Linked DNA regions of Gasterosteus aculeatus: region 2 is linked to region 1. A link is a contact called in public Hi-C data. All regions are on one chromosome and are shown on one strand. The core of a region is the stretch at or near the end of the contact, and the rest is flanking DNA. Distances in the headings are between cores, read along the strand shown.

Evidence for each region. A called contact is a pair of places that touch in the nucleus more often than the background predicts.
Region 2: a Hi-C map of whole body shows a contact between it and region 1, with 3 times the contacts expected there. The contact joins the enhancer-like site here to the promoter of LOC120824276 in region 1. A contact is called at or near these places in 2 of 6 Hi-C or Micro-C datasets (skeletal muscle and whole body).

What each region holds. Positions count from the first base shown.
Region 1 is chr1:11,055,544-11,063,249 of fGasAcu3.hap1.1, forward strand. It overlaps LOC120824276, which reads left to right and starts at 4,166. Exons shown (of 17, transcript XM_078098336.1): 1 at 4,166-4,538; 2 at 6,831-6,862. The coding sequence starts at 4,489.
Region 2 is chr1:11,096,885-11,104,590 of fGasAcu3.hap1.1, forward strand. It overlaps schip1 (schwannomin interacting protein 1), which reads right to left. Exons shown (of 15, transcript XM_040164241.2): 9 at 7,136-7,706. Among protein-coding and RNA genes, the nearest start is that of il12a, 28 kb to the left of the region's middle. Within about 2 kb of position 3,012, at least 5 of the 9 cell types and tissues checked have open chromatin away from gene starts, as enhancers often do.

The DNA of each region.
Region 1 (7,706 bases), core at 2,916-5,415:
GGATTTTTGACCCCCCACCTCCGCACTACTGCGCTGAGTCACTGCGAAAGTAGGCGGTGGGAGGGCTCGGGCCTTCGGCCGCGTCCCCCCGTATCAAACTCCCACATTACATCCCAGTTCTTCTGTGGCCATTGAATGCACGGCGTCCCCTTAGGGCTGTGTGCTCTGCAATATGGAATCAACAAAGTGGTGGAAAACAAAGGAATAGGTCATAACACACCATGCAATCTACAGAAACAATGTGTGTAATAGAGCACTAGTGTGTGGGGGGGTTAGAGGCTTTGTGTAAGAGATGGGAAGGCAAAGGTCAATGCCAAGCAAGACAGGGACAGTCAGCTCAGAACTGTCATCCAAGGTCCTATGAAACCATGCAGACACTATATTAATTTTTGATTCCCTTTTTTGCCTAAATGATTCCTTTGTTTCGCTCGCCATCTAGTTACATTCATGTCGAGAGACAGGAAATATGTTATTAAGTGAAAGTGCACAACAATTACGGTCAATCCCCTCTGGTAAAAGGGGGAACAATGAAAGCGGATCTTAAGACTGTGTAGGTGTTGAACACAACAGACAGATGTTCCTAACATCTAGGGAAACTCACAATTCACACATGTTTTTGGCTCTAACTCTGACTTTTTTCCCACAAAGAATACATACCAAAAGAATTACACGTAAGAGATATAACAACTGTATTTAAAATATTTTGATATTTAAAATATAAAAACTATATTTGAAGGCTTCACTCCTTCAACTTTATGTTCGCTCCAGTAGGTCGATCATTATAAACATAAAACAATATGCCATGAATCAAATCAAATATTGCATGTGGGTCAGTATATTAATGAATTGTCATTATGCTCAAGTGAGCATTCAGCGCAAAGCACCATTTTCAACCACTGTGCTATTATGGGTGTGATTGCACATTATTTTTTTAATCAAACTGGTGATGACACTATACCCAAAAGAATTTGAGTGTATATTTTAAGGAAATGTTATCCACATCAAAAGGGTAAAATGTCAAACCGCTCAGAGGGCGGCTTAGGTTTATTTTCTCATCTAAATCATAGCACACTGAAAATAGAGAACAGAAGAACAAACAATGTGGGTCAGGTGAAAATAAATACCCAAAGGACTCATAAAACATCTCAACCCAAGTGAGAAAAGAACACAGGCCGAGGGAACTGCTGAAAAATAATAAAAAATTAAAAAAAAATTGAGAATGAAAATGCGATTTAAGGGAAAAGCAATTAGGAGAAAGTTCAGTCCAAAGTCATTTGTGTTTGAGTCCTTGTTGTCTGCTGTAAAATCAACTTACACTTTACTAAACATTCTTCCGTTGTTGATTCAAAACTATGTTTCCTATAGCAACCACACTGCTCTACTTTTGTTCTTCCATATAGAGACTTTATCCCTATTGATTGCAGGAGAGAATTTTATCGAACTGCCAACTAGTGGGTCCATGCATTATACATTATGCGGTTGTACGGGATTGGATGAGGTTGCTTCTGAAATCTCTCATGACTTGACAATCTCCAGAGCCTCTCTCCCATTTTGTCCATGCAAAGGTGTTGCTCTTTGTCCGTGTTCACCTCTCTTTCTGCGGGGTGGCAGCAGCTCGTTTGTTACACCGTACGACAGTGACAGTGTCATCGGAATTCAAAAGACGTGAAGTTCCTCATCTCCAGAGTAAGAGGACACCTTTCGCACGAGTTTCCGTGTGAATACCTGCATGTTGTAAAGGGAATGTTTGAGCACGGAGGCTATGGGTTTCCTTCCCGCATCCCTGAGCGTCCGTACGCGTGTGTTACAGTGTGTTATTTTCAGTGTGTCTATGTGATGGATACTGAGTGTGCACAGGGCTCATATTAAGCCTCCGGGGTGTGTGAAATCATTGTTTCCAAACAGGTTGGTCGACCGGTAAAGAAAGTCAAATCCCTGTCATAACACACACACACAATGACTGTTTTAACTGTAGGGGAAAAATCATGTCAGCTGTCTCTTTTGATAAATACCTTTATTTAGCGTTTTCTAAAGTACACTTTAGCTTTGATGTTGACTGGAAAGTCTGAGCCCAAATTGGATTTTTGTAGAAGTAAGCAAGTGACTTTGGATATTTCCGTGACTTTTCCACTTGCGCCAACAGAAGGTCCCTGTGGTCTCCCGGCTGGATTGGCATGACATTTGACATATATTCATGGCTCCCAGTGGATGAATCCAAATGCTTAACCACATGACAATCACAGTTGGGTTTTGGGGGGAAAATGTCTCCTCTTTTTGTCATGGAAATTATTCCAGAAAATCTAAGTTCCCCATAATACGAATTGTTACTTTGGTGATTGCTTAACTTTGACTGTATCCACAGAACACATTTTATGTGTCCAATACTTGGTAAATGACCAAATACCTGCCAAGCTGAAGATATCCGTGTGCTCCTTGTCAGTACGTTCTTGGTGATTAGCAAATAAGTCATTTTTATAGTCTGGTGCCTCACACAGCAATTACTATGTAGTTGTGTTAAACTTACTGAGGTCAAGTCTTCTAAACTCTTTGTCTCGGGTCAAGTCTAATCCTAATCCTAATCTAATCTTAATCTAATCAGGCCGTCAAGGAAGAAGATCCCAAATATGTTGCATCTCAAATCCAAATAAAGCCCAAGTTTCAAGTCTCAAGCCCCCATCAGCTCTAAAAATGTATTTTTTGATCAACTCCTTCCCTTCTTTCCTGGACCAATGTTGTAATTTCCTGCCGTGTCATCTCTCCTCTCCTTCTGACCTTCGACATATCCTTTTCTATTCCCCCTCCTCTGCTCTACCTCGCTTGCTTCTCCTCTAGTTTCCTGAGGCATTCGGGGTATCATCGCCTCAGCCTGATGTTGCAGCCTCTTTTTGCACCGAGGAGCTCTCTCAATCTCTCCCTTCAGAATCTGAGACCTGGATAAGGTTCCTGTTAGTCTGTGGCACCTCTATAGCCCCCTGCTGCAAACCACATATCCATTGGTGGAAGGGCGAATGGAGTGAGGGGAAAAGGAAAAGATCAATGAGTGGGGGATCAAATGAAAGCCCTTGAGCCTTCCCTCATTCCTCCCACTGGACATCTCAGATGCTCACAGAAAGCTCTCTCTACCTTTTTGTCTCTTTATGATGGACGGTGCCTTTATGCCACACCTTGATTCCTTTCAATTTAAAAGCTGTGTCAACTTAATGATCAGTGCTTGTGTCAAACAGGCCATGGGATCTGGTTTGGATTTGTCCTCCAGTGCAAGGATATTTTTGGGGAGGCATGTTTCTTTTTTTTTTTGCTACTGAGCTTCACTTATTTTTTTGTCTGATGTGACATCTGCTGGTTTCACTGGGTAATACAACTGCTCTGGTCTTTGATGTGCATGTTTTCCCGCTTAAAGTGACCTAGTTGCACCACGTTCAGGCTGCTCAACTTACAAATATGCCTCAGTTGACAAAATAACTTTTCCTTCCATCTTCCTTTTTTGTCTTTACTGGGATATAAGTGCTTTAATCACAAACCTTTGAGTGTGTGTTATAGGTCTAATGCAAAAAGAGAAAGAAAGATTATGAGTGGGGTCTAAAATATGAATTCTAAAACTATTCTCCACTATCATTTCTCGAACAACATGGCCAGACATTGGCCGAATGTGGAACTACCGGCGACAGAAGGAATCTGCTTGAACATTGAAAATTATGGACATCCCCCCTCAAAGTCCTGGCTTTAACCCCATCAAGCAAATTTGGGACGAGTTGGGAAATAAACTGGACAGATCCATTGTACATTCAAAGGAAAGCGTTTGGCTTGAGTTGCAGAAGGCATGGGACAACATTAGTGTGGAAGTTCTCAGGGAATATATTGACACTAGATGTGCTGCTGTAATTGCTGCAAAAGGTGGACATACCAAATATTAAAGTTAAAAGTGGATAAAAACAGTAGAACTGACTTGATCTGCTATTTGTCGTGCTCAGAGCAACCTGCTGCAAAAAAGGTCAATATTTTCAGGACAGGTGTTCTATTAATTTTGGCCACATATACATAAATAATTTATATATCAATAAATATCCACTACTTGGAACCTCTAAATCAGCTATTTTTATTCTTGGTAGAGCTGATGGAAGGAAGTAAAAGCCCGGCTGTCAATCATCATCCCCTCACAAAGCCCGCGTTAATGGCGGGAAGATGTAGCCCCGCCCACGTTTATTCGCGTAAACATCTAAGTCTGGAAAAGACTGTTTTCTCTTTGAGATTCTCAGAAACTTCTAGCATGCTTAGCTTTGTTTAGCCGAAGACGGGAACGATGCAACCGAAGCGACAGTGCGTGTGAACGAACAGTTTTTTTTTAGATAATAGTCGTCATTGTGCCAACGTGTGCGAGGAAAAGCCCGGCAGCCAATGAGGAGATCGCGTTGTCTTCCAGGTGCGTGCGGGCCGAGCCGCGGGGGCAGGAACCGAAAGCATTAACGGGCTTCGCTCACACAGGACAGGATGGTGGCAAAGATGGAGAGCTGCGGAGCGGCGTGTCTCCCGGAGGACGGGTAAGACTCGCGGTTGCTTATCAGACTGTCTTTTGTTGCGGGGGGCGGTTGTATCGTGTGCAGTTTTGTTCAACACAAAGCGCTCACATCGCGTCGAGTCAACACAGGAAGTGGTGTGTTCGCCTGCGTTCATTCGCGTCTTCGTGCATTTGGTGCAAAAGAAACAACTGTACAGTTGCCGTCTCCTCGTTACGCATTGATGGACGTGACTTTAGACTCGGGGATGAAGCGACCAGAGACGCTTTGTGTGTGTGTGTGTGTGTGTGTGTGTGTGTGTGTGTGTGTGTGTGTGTGTGTGCGTGTCCCCCCCACGCTGCACGCTGCACGGCGCTCACACAGCGAGACGACGACGTAACCTGCTGCCGGCAGCGTGTCGACCACGAACAAAGATGCAGATACGACGCGTTTATTATTATTATTATTCTTATCATTACATTTATTAAACGTCGATTAACTGAGAAATCCACGAGACGCACGTGTTTCAACTGCACGCTGTCACATTTAAAATCGTATTCCCGCGAACCTCTTTAATAGTTGTATAATATGCTTAATATCACAACGACATCGTGTGTAATGTGAGCAGGTTCTGGGATGACGCGTTGTTCTCGGGTGACTGAAATCCTACTGTGTGGTTGCCATGGTGTCACTGGCCTGCACAGGAAGGACAAGTCCCGTAAACAATGCCATGCAGGCTTTTATGTGCTTTGTAATTCAACCCTGATGGATTTGAGAAAAAAAGAAACTAAATTGCCCATGTGAGACCTGCAAGTATTTTAGTTTAAAATAAACTTTATTTGACAAGTATATGGACTGCGGTTGTTTTTTTGTTCAGAAACTATAAACATAATATTGAAAGCAGTGAGGTGTCAAATTTGATAACTGAATTGAGTCTTTTTGTCCTACGTGCGGGCCCACTGGCGGTTGTTTGTCACACACAGATTCCCTCTCTTTTCATTGTGTTTATGGGACCCAGATACAGACAGACGCTCCTTTCAGAGGATTCTGTTAACATGTTTTATGGGAGGAAGACAGAAACCAGTGAGAGCGGAGAAAGTCGCAGAAGCCAAGTATCCGTTTTTTAAAATTTCAATGAGGAAAATGCTCACTTTTTTTCAGAGCACTAGATGTTACCATGGAAACTAACGTGCCTCCATGTCACATTTGGCAGAGAGAACTAGTTGACCTTGAAGAGGAGAAAACAGTCTTTCCTGCACAGATGTTTTAAAAAAACAAAGAAAACCACAGTGCTTTATCAGGACTAACAGACAACGAACAACAGCCCACAACCTGGTCAGTGTTAATAATCTATAATGTCTCCTCCGTTTACTTATGATCCCCCAGTTCTGTATTTCTACAGACGATGGAGTAAACACACACGGCTGGAGGGGACCTGCTTATTTCGCCTTCTGGAGGTGGACTCCTGTTTTTTCCCCAGCGGTGGATCTCAGATCTCCGGCGTGTTGCCTCTTGTTAAAACTCAGAGCGCTTCAACAGGTTGCAACAGTAATTGGCGCAGGCACGACGAAGGAACCATTGCACTTGGACTTTGCTCCTCACTTGTTTGATATACAACCTTACTGGATGGTCATGGTTTTATCAAATGATTTAGATTAGCTAAATATTCAGTGGAAACTGGTGCTGATGTGTGCTGTGAGGGCGATGTGGTTGGAACTAGTGTTAAATCTCTTTGAGAGGTCGTGGGACTAGAAAAGATCTACACAGGTAGAAGTCCATTTACCATTTGATGTCACGTTATTGATACGGTTTTGGTAAACGGAAAGGCCAGATGTAACCAAAATTGCATGCAATGAAAACAATGCTTCGCTATAAATGCTTTCGCCGTTGTTCGTTTTGAATGATTGACCACCATGTGATCATCACAGTATGACAACCATGACAACTGGTAGTAAATTAAGGAATGCATTCAATGCAGATCATCCAACCCCCTTTAAAAAGAGTTAAAACCAGTATTACTCGTCGGCAGAAGTATTTTTCCGTGCTTGGCTTTCTGTATTATTTACACCGCCCTGCGATGTGGGCGGAACGATTGATTCAACAGGACGTGTTGGTGTCCGCTGGTGAAAAAGTGAAACGCGGGCAGTCGGTTTACATTTCCTGTTTTTCAAATTCATTCGGCTGCCCGTGTTCCTGTCAGAAAGCAGAAGCGGTGTGCTTGAGAGTCTGCAAGGCGCTTCCAACCTCCAAATCCTCCCGTCGTCATCACACAAACCCAGATGCGCCTGTCGTGGCTGTAATTGTGATGGTCTAAATGTTATCTCCTTTCCCTCACAGAAGGGGAGACGTCCCTGCACTTGAAAAAAAAGGTAAACGTCAACCGGTTTTCATTCTCTCCCTCCCTCCCGTCCTCTCTCTCGCCCCACATCCCTCCCTCCCTCCCTCCCTCCCTCCCTTGCACTCTTCTCTATCTCGGGTCATGCACGGGGCTTCATGCTTCCATTCAACTATGACTGTCCTCTGGCTTCTTTTTAATATTTAAAAGGCATGCAGCACCATCTATTATTCGTCACTGCTTTCCCTGTCCTTCTCCTCTTTAACCCGCCCCGTCTTTCTCTCGTCTGCCAGTTCGGCCTGTGTGATTTTAATATTATTTGCCTTCGAGAGCAGCAGCATTTATGCATATGGCCACTGGTTTCCCCGGTTTACACACTTCTGTTTGGTTTTACCTTGTCTTTTGCTAGTGAGTTACCACATTTATTAAGGTTTTATTACAGGCCTTTAAAATAATTGTCAAATTCAATTGAACCAAATCTCCCTTTCGGTTGACCTGGTAATAACAGATTGGCGATAATTAGTTTTGCAATGATGTGACTTTTTCTTCTCCTGATAATGTTTCTATACCATCCTGTGTAAAACTCATTCGCATCATTCTTACCCAAGGCGACATGAGCCAAGCGATTTATGTTTAGAAATATGTTGGGGGTCCACCGTGTCCCGATGAATTCAACCCAAACTTCACAAACACGTTAACCTAGAAACTGTATTTATTGTGGATCGGCCATCGTTCCCCAAAACGGTTAACCGAGTACATCATATACAAATGGTTCAGGCCCCTGTGTTTGCTATTTTTGTTTAGACCAGCAGATGGCAGGCAACACTCATGAAACTATCCAAGCCTTTGAGGCTGTAAACAAATGTGTGTGTGTTTGC
Region 2 (7,706 bases), core at 1,762-4,261, 40 kb after region 1:
GTGTTTGAGGTGTCCTACAGCAACAGATGAAGCTCTCTGCATGACCTGGCACCGATTCCCTCGCTCTCCCTCTCTGTTATACACAAGGACACACACACACGGACACCCACACACCCACACACACACGCTCACAGACTGAATGCTTATATAACACAATGATGACAGGAACAATCCTGCTTTGTGGGGACCGTGTGGGTGTGCAGACAGGATTTAAACATGGCTTGTATTTTTAGCCTGTTATAAATACATCAAGTTCTCGACCCACATTTCCTAGTCCCCCTCACACACACACACACACACACACACACACACACACACACACACACACACACACACACACACACACACACACACACACTCTCTGTAATTAGGAGCAGAGGAGACTACTGTATAGTGTTTCATGTTTCGGCTCCACTCAAACAAGCAATCCACGCAAGCACACACCTCCCAACCACAGGCCGCTTTGTGCGTGTCTGACTTTATTTCCCCCAAAAGAGGGGAGGGATGAGAGGTTAAACTCACTGCTTGGAAAACATAAACCCTCCTTCTCTCTTTCTCAATTTCCAGCTTCCACTCTCTCTTTGTTGCCTTCTCACAATGGACCTTGTTTTTTTATCTCCTCCGGCCCTGTGCTGATATAGCCTGTGTGTGTGTCTGTGTGTGTGTGCGTTGGGCTCTGCTCTGTAGTGACTGTGCACGATGAAGACTGACACAAAGCTATAACATTAGAGGCCGTCCCTTCACTGCTACGTAAATCCACATTTCCTCCACAGCACGCTGTGCCACTCAAGGCCTGTGCGCCTCTTTGATGGTTTTCATCGGGGGGGAGAGGGGGGACCTGGGCAGGGGGCAGAGGGGCAGGAGGGGGTAGGGAGGGGTAAATATTCTCCTGCTGTATTTTGGCTGTGAGAACGTTAGTCTATAATACTTCCTGACAGCTTGAGGAAGAGGACAATTAGCAGGGAACAGGAGAGGCAATGGCAGTGAACAACGGGGGACGTCTGGAGGAGAAGGGGAAGGAATGCAGAGGAGGAGCAGGAGGTGGAGATTGGCAACTGGGTCTCAAAAATGAGCTTGAGACGGCGTATGAGCCTGAGCTGACTTCCAATGGCGAACAGGATGTGACCGCATACGACCCGTGCGGACGAGGGGTTTGACTCTCGGGCTTTGGTGAATCACGGCTCGGGTGAATCAGAGAAAGGTGTGTGTGTGTGTGTGTGTGTGTGTGGGAGTTCTGCATCAATCAGGAGGAACCAGACCAGCAGCAGAATGTGTAGCTGTAGGCGGTGTCTCTCCACCTCAAACACAGCTTTTGTATCTCCAATCGCAGCAGCATCTTTATCTGATTTACCCACAATGCTTCCGGCTCGCTCGATGACATGACTTATCACACCAGTGCAGGTCAAATCCGCCTCAATAGACCACATAGTAACTGTATCTGTCAGTTAATCCACACCTATAGCGTCATATTCACTCATCGATACAAGTAGGCTTGCATGTGCTTGTTTACACGTGCAGACAAGGAGAAAAAAAAACCTGTACTTTGATACCAGATAAGAGCAGTTTACTACTCCATGAGACTCAAACTTAATGACCTGAGTATGAGTATTTGTTGATTTTACAGCGAGCAGGTCTATCGCATCCAGATCCAGACAAAACATGACACAGCAGGCCACCTTTTCAACAACAGTTGAAGGCCATTGACTCGTCATTGATGAATACCCTTCACCAACAAGCACTACTGTGAGTAAATCATTGCTACCTGACACACAAAGGCGATAGTTGGCCATCCGGCAACATTTGGCGGATTTATGTTAAACAGTGACAGAGCCGACTCAACATAACTCTCTGCTCAGGTAGACATTTACTCCAGTATACATTCAGCTGATAGTTGCTTGTTGCTGTATCAATGCTGTGGATTACCTGTAGTGCACCCTTTAAAAGGCCTAACCCGTATACTCTATTTGTACTACATGCGTATACAACAACAAACCGTAAACAGATTTGTCTTCTTTTGGATCGGACAGCTTGCTTGTTTCCTAAATCCTTGTGCGTGTGTAGACTGTTTAAACGGGTGTGAAGGAGTAGCTTCTAACAGCAGACCTCAGTCAACATGAGGCATCACAAAAAAAGCTGATCTTTTTGGTCTCTTTCATGTCGTTGTGTTCCAAAAACTTCCTCTGCACCTCAAAGTGAAATGGACTTCCAAAGCAAGTGTACAACAAGAGGATTTGCATATTCAAATACCCGTGGATGTCATTTTATTCTTTCTTTGCCAGGCTACCAAGTAGTTGGAACCGCCACATGGTCAGAGCCCTTCCAGCACGAACCTGCTCTTTGTTAAAGGGTCAAACTGAATCTTAGTTCTGAGGAAACTGAGATGCATTGACAGATGTGCAGCTGGCTCTACTTTATCTACCCGTTCTCAACATATTTAACTTTTCTATTTCATACTAGCTCAAAAGACAACATGTCACAACGAATGTAGGAATGTAGCGCACAATTACACAATTAAATTAGCAATCTTTTCGTCAAACGGTTGATCTAACTTTGCATACAAACTGGTCGTGGTTTGGCTACACGGCGCGTGCACATTACATGTTGAAAGGGGTCTGACACACCTGACAGAAGGCAGACCTACACATTTCAGATTCTGCTTTACCTGAGTTAAGTGCCCGACTTGCTGTGAGGAATCCAAGGTTAAGCTGAGATGAAAAACCCGCCACTTATAAAAACAAGAAAAAACTGTTTTTCCGACAGCAGCGGACTGTCAGGGTACCATGAGAAGAAAAATATATCCTTTGATTCAGTGAGGTGAGAGTGTGCCTGTGTAGACTAACAGGAGACAGAAAACTGACTCCAGAGCAGAGTCGGTGAAGTCTGTGTGTGTGTGTGTGTGTGTGTGTGTGTGTAAGGAGAGTGTGTGTGTGTCGGGCTGAGGGCCGGGCGTGTTTCAGCTGACATGCACGCACACGCACACAGACACACTCACACAGGCTACACACACACACACACACACACAATGAGCAGTGGTTAAGCGTCGAGGGCTAAACTAGATACCGGAGCCTCAGAAGGCTCTCCACACCTGGCTTAAGCCCCGCCCCCCATCTCTGAAACCTCCTCCCCCACCTCCTACCGATATGTACGTGGCTGACTATCTTCTCCTGCAACTTTACGCCCTTCCACGGTCGCTGCCGTCTTCATTTGAACCGTACCTTTGACCCCACATAACTTTTTTCCCCCTCAGGTTTGTTTTGATACCATCAATCGAATGCTCTTGTAACTTCAAACTTAACCTATTTTGCTTTCCCGTGCAAGATCTAACTCAAGTGTAGCTACTTCACACGTCCACTCCTTCTCTATTTCCAACACAACCGCTCACAGGACTTGTCTGAATCTCAAAGGAATTCTTTCTTAGTGCAGGGTGAAGGTAGTAGTTAGGTTGTTAGTGGAGGTCGGCCGGCTTCATAATCACAGAGCAACAGGCCGAGCTCTCTCTGCCTTTGCTCTTCCCTCTAACCTCTCTTCTTCTTTCTTATCCTCTTATTGAGTTATTTTCTAGTGCAGAGCACTCTGCATTTCTATAATCCTGACTGAGCTTCTGGTATTTTTCGTTGTTTGCATTGTGTGATTGAGCAGCACTTTCCAATTACATAGATTTCCATCCACATGGATAAAAAAAACAACTCATCAAATCCTCTTTGTTCTGACACAGATTACAAATGCAATATTTGATGTGGCTTTTTGTAAATTGTTTCTAATTAATATAATTACATAATTACATTTACAAAAATTAAAGAAATCCATCAGCTGCCAAAACACCCTGACTTATATCCAAGGGCGTCTTAAATCCCAAAACGCAGTCCCTTAAATTCACCATGTGCAACTCGACTTTCCCACACTCTTGTTTTTGTTTTTCTTGGAAAAAAGGTTTTGGTTAAAAATTGTAAATCTTCTTCTTTCAGAAATAGAGAGGACACACCACAGTTTTCATAATCAACGGATCCAGATGTGTACAATTAGTGGATGAATATAGACACGTGTGTGTGTGTGTGTGTGTGTGTGTGTGTGTGTGTGTGTGTGTGCGTGTGTGTGTGTGAGAGTGATTTATATTCGTTACCCTTTTAAAGTGGCACTGCAGGTCTGAGCACAGGCCCAATCTTTCTAACCACGGTTTGCCCATGGGGTGTTTTTAAATTGTGTGAGTAAGTCTAGGTGTGTGCTCTCTGAGCTTGAAGTAGAAGTAGCCGGTGGGCATGGATTTAATTAAAAACATATCGGTAAATTCTATGTGTATAGACAATAATTGTATTCCGACCACATCTCTGCCTTTTTCAGCTGAAGACTGTCTCAGAAGAATAATATTATTGTTCGCCTTTCGGGGCTGCAGGGCTAAAAGTTAAGGGTAGTGTTACGCTTAGTGTACTTGAGGTTCCTGTGGGCCCCTCTCTGCCACGCGACTCCAGACTTCCACAGAAATATCTCATAAAACAGGTCAGCGTTCCCCCTCATGCCCATTAATCTTCCTGATCCCAAAAGCCAAAGGAAATTACAGCAGCCAGAAAGTACCACGCCCAAACTAAACACACCTGCACCAATGTGATATAACATCCAGGAAATTAACGGTTGTTACGGAACAAAATAGCTAGTGTCTACAAATAGACCAAAAGCACATGATGAAAAGTGATGTCTTTGAAATGTCAAGTGCAAAGAAATACTTTGATATTTGCCTTAATAGTGAAAGTGATACGACTGGACCTCAGCTGAACCTGTCCTGTTTACACTTCGAATGAACAAAAATGATGTAAAGTGCTAATTATGGAGCTTCAGAGTTGCTAGTAGGGGGATTTACCCCTTTTCTTAACCCACTGCTGGCTGTAGCTTTATAATACCATACGCAGCAATCTTTTTATTTCACCCGTGGCAAGTAAGAGAGCAAAGACATTCAACTAAATGTCAAACTTTTCCCGTGAATGCAGCTAAATAAACTAGTCAAACTCCCCCCATCTATAATTCAACCCTGTCATTGACCAAACAGGCCCCAGAGTGCAATTTGTGCTGTTGCCATGGAAACGAGGAAAGGACAACCAGTGTGAAGGAAGAGGTCAAAAGCTAATTTTTTTTTACTTATCCATATTTTAACATTTTGCTCCATACAATAAGTGTGTACGTGGGTCTGTGTGCAGCACCTGAGTGGAAACCAGCGTAACCGGTCTCCGGGCCCGTAGCCACACGGCAGATTATTAGCTCCGAGCTTCACCGTGTCTCGTCCTTCTGAAAAGGCACAGATGCTTTTCAGGCTCTGCTGAAGCATGAATATCTCCGTCCCTCCGGACCCGAGCAACATCCCAGACAGACAGACCCCTCCATACATGAACACGCGCATCATCTCGCTGTACTGGGTCCCGTCTGAGAGGACGTCTAAATATTTAACAACATTTTAAAAGCACCAGCCTCCCTTTCCCTCCAGGGTGTCTGCTAAAGCCTTCAAATTTCAGAAGTAAGAAGCTCAGATGCCCCCCGACATAGATAGACACTGAGGATTACTTATAGGAATAACTCAGTTCCTAAATGTACTACTTTTGAGCTCTCTTGAGCTGGTTAGCAAAGGGTCAATACTATTGCATTGTCCTCTTTTACCGCACGTGAAGGCTCAGAGATAGGATTGAACAAACCAAAAGGTCAAATGACATGTCAGGTGTTCGGTGACGGATTGTATGATTGAGCATCCCTCTCCACATGTGATTTTAGGAGTGGGGTTTGCTCTGGATATTAGCCTGCGCCTCCGCTCTTTTCCGGTATATCTCTTCTGCTTCCAGCTTAGGAGGGATTACACGTCTAATTCCAATTTCTTATCGACTCAAGCCATCAAAATGTGAGGCCTGTTTTTTCTCAAGATTTTTTTTTTTTTTTCACTTGTAATCGGAGAGACAGTTGAAGCTGTGGCACTTTATCAGCATCAGGACCAGGCTATCAGCCACACCAGGCTTAGAGTGTGTGAGACACCACATGTGGTAAAGAGGATATCTGTTTATGGGTGTGTTTGTGTGTCAGCAGAAGATGCATTTGGGAGACAGAGACGCTCTTTCAAGAGATATTTTTTCAATTATATCACAGTATCAAAGCCCACTGCCTAGGGTTGGCGGTGGGGTTGAGGGGTGCTGGGGAGATAGAGAGAGAGAGAGAGAGGGGGAGAGCATATTTTTTCCTCAGACTAAAGCAAGCCAGGAGGTGACCTTCTCATTTAAGATGGACAGCAGGTAATGAACATTGACGCACACACATTCACGTGACTCCGCAAACTGCCTGGTCCTAAAGATACCATCTTCCTGTCCTTTATTCCCGCTTTCCTCCCTGTCATCCCCCACTTCTCCCACTGCATTCCTGACATGCCTTAGGGAGACAGGGGGGGGGCCTCCGGGACAGACAGACAAAGACACACAACACACTCACAACAGGCACTGGCTGCAGCCATTGTCTGTGTGCACTGAGGATAAGGTCTTGGTGCTTGCATACCAAAAGAGAGCACGGATCCCCAATTCTCAAGCACACATTTGCCCTCACTTAGTTTGAGGCAGCGACACAAGAGCTCAGCTTCTGCACTGCAAACTGTGGCTGCTGAAAACTATTTTCTCCCGTTGCTTCCTACTAATTTTTAAAGCTCCACCCTTTTGGACAGCGGTTTCAAATGGGAGGGCATGAGATTGCAAGCGAATCATAGCAACCTTTAGTGCAAAACACTGCTGGGTGGCATGAAAGGCCTGCAGAAGCAACCTGCAGAATGTCAATGCAACACTGACCTCCTGTGGTAGAGAAAACGCACAGCTACGGCACAGAACATGCCGATTTGTAATTTGATTCAACTGATACGAGACTGAAAGGCCAGCAACAAATCTTTGCTGTAGTCCAAGGTCATTAAATAATAACAATCACCGCTGGCACCATTGAATCTGAGTACATGTAGCCCCGAGTTGCATGGTGGTCAGGTTAACAGCTAGACTACATAGCTTAGCGCTTAGCCGACTAATCCCTTTTCCTTGCTCCAGTTAACCTCACCCCATGTAACCTTTGACCCACACACAAGCAGAGAAACCCACAGGACCATAAATAGAAAAACAGGAAATCCCCCACTTACCGAGGTGTAGGCGGTCTTGCCCATGTTGTGGTTCTGGTTGTGGTTGAGGTTCTGGTTCTCCTGCTCTCTGCACTGCAGCCCAGCCAGGTGTCTCTCCAGGGCTGCCCAGTCCATGGTGGGAAGAGGCTCCTCCTCTACACCCTCCACCTCCTTGTGTCCCCTCATCCGCCCCCCTCTCCCACCACTGCCTCCTCCGGCGCTACCAGCACCCCCGCCAGCGCTGCGGCTTCCCTTGCATTGGCCGGCGCTACGGTGGCGGGGCTTGGGGGCCCCTGTGCCCCCCTGTGGTGCGCCGGGGGAATGGAGCTGGCGGCTCTTGGGCACAATCAGATTGCCGTTCTGTTTCAGTTCCTCTGGGACGGCGGCAGCGGAGGTGGCAGTGCTCCCGCCGGGGGCCGGAAGGGGCGGGACGGTCTTCACATCCTGGAATTCTTCAGCGAGGCTGCGACTGTTCACTGCCTTCCGATAGCCTTCGCCGAGGCCGTCGACCCCGACGAGGCCCCCTCCGCCTTCCTCTTGACCAGGAGGCTGCGGGGAGGCGTAGTCCTCTCCATACTCACTCTCCCACTCC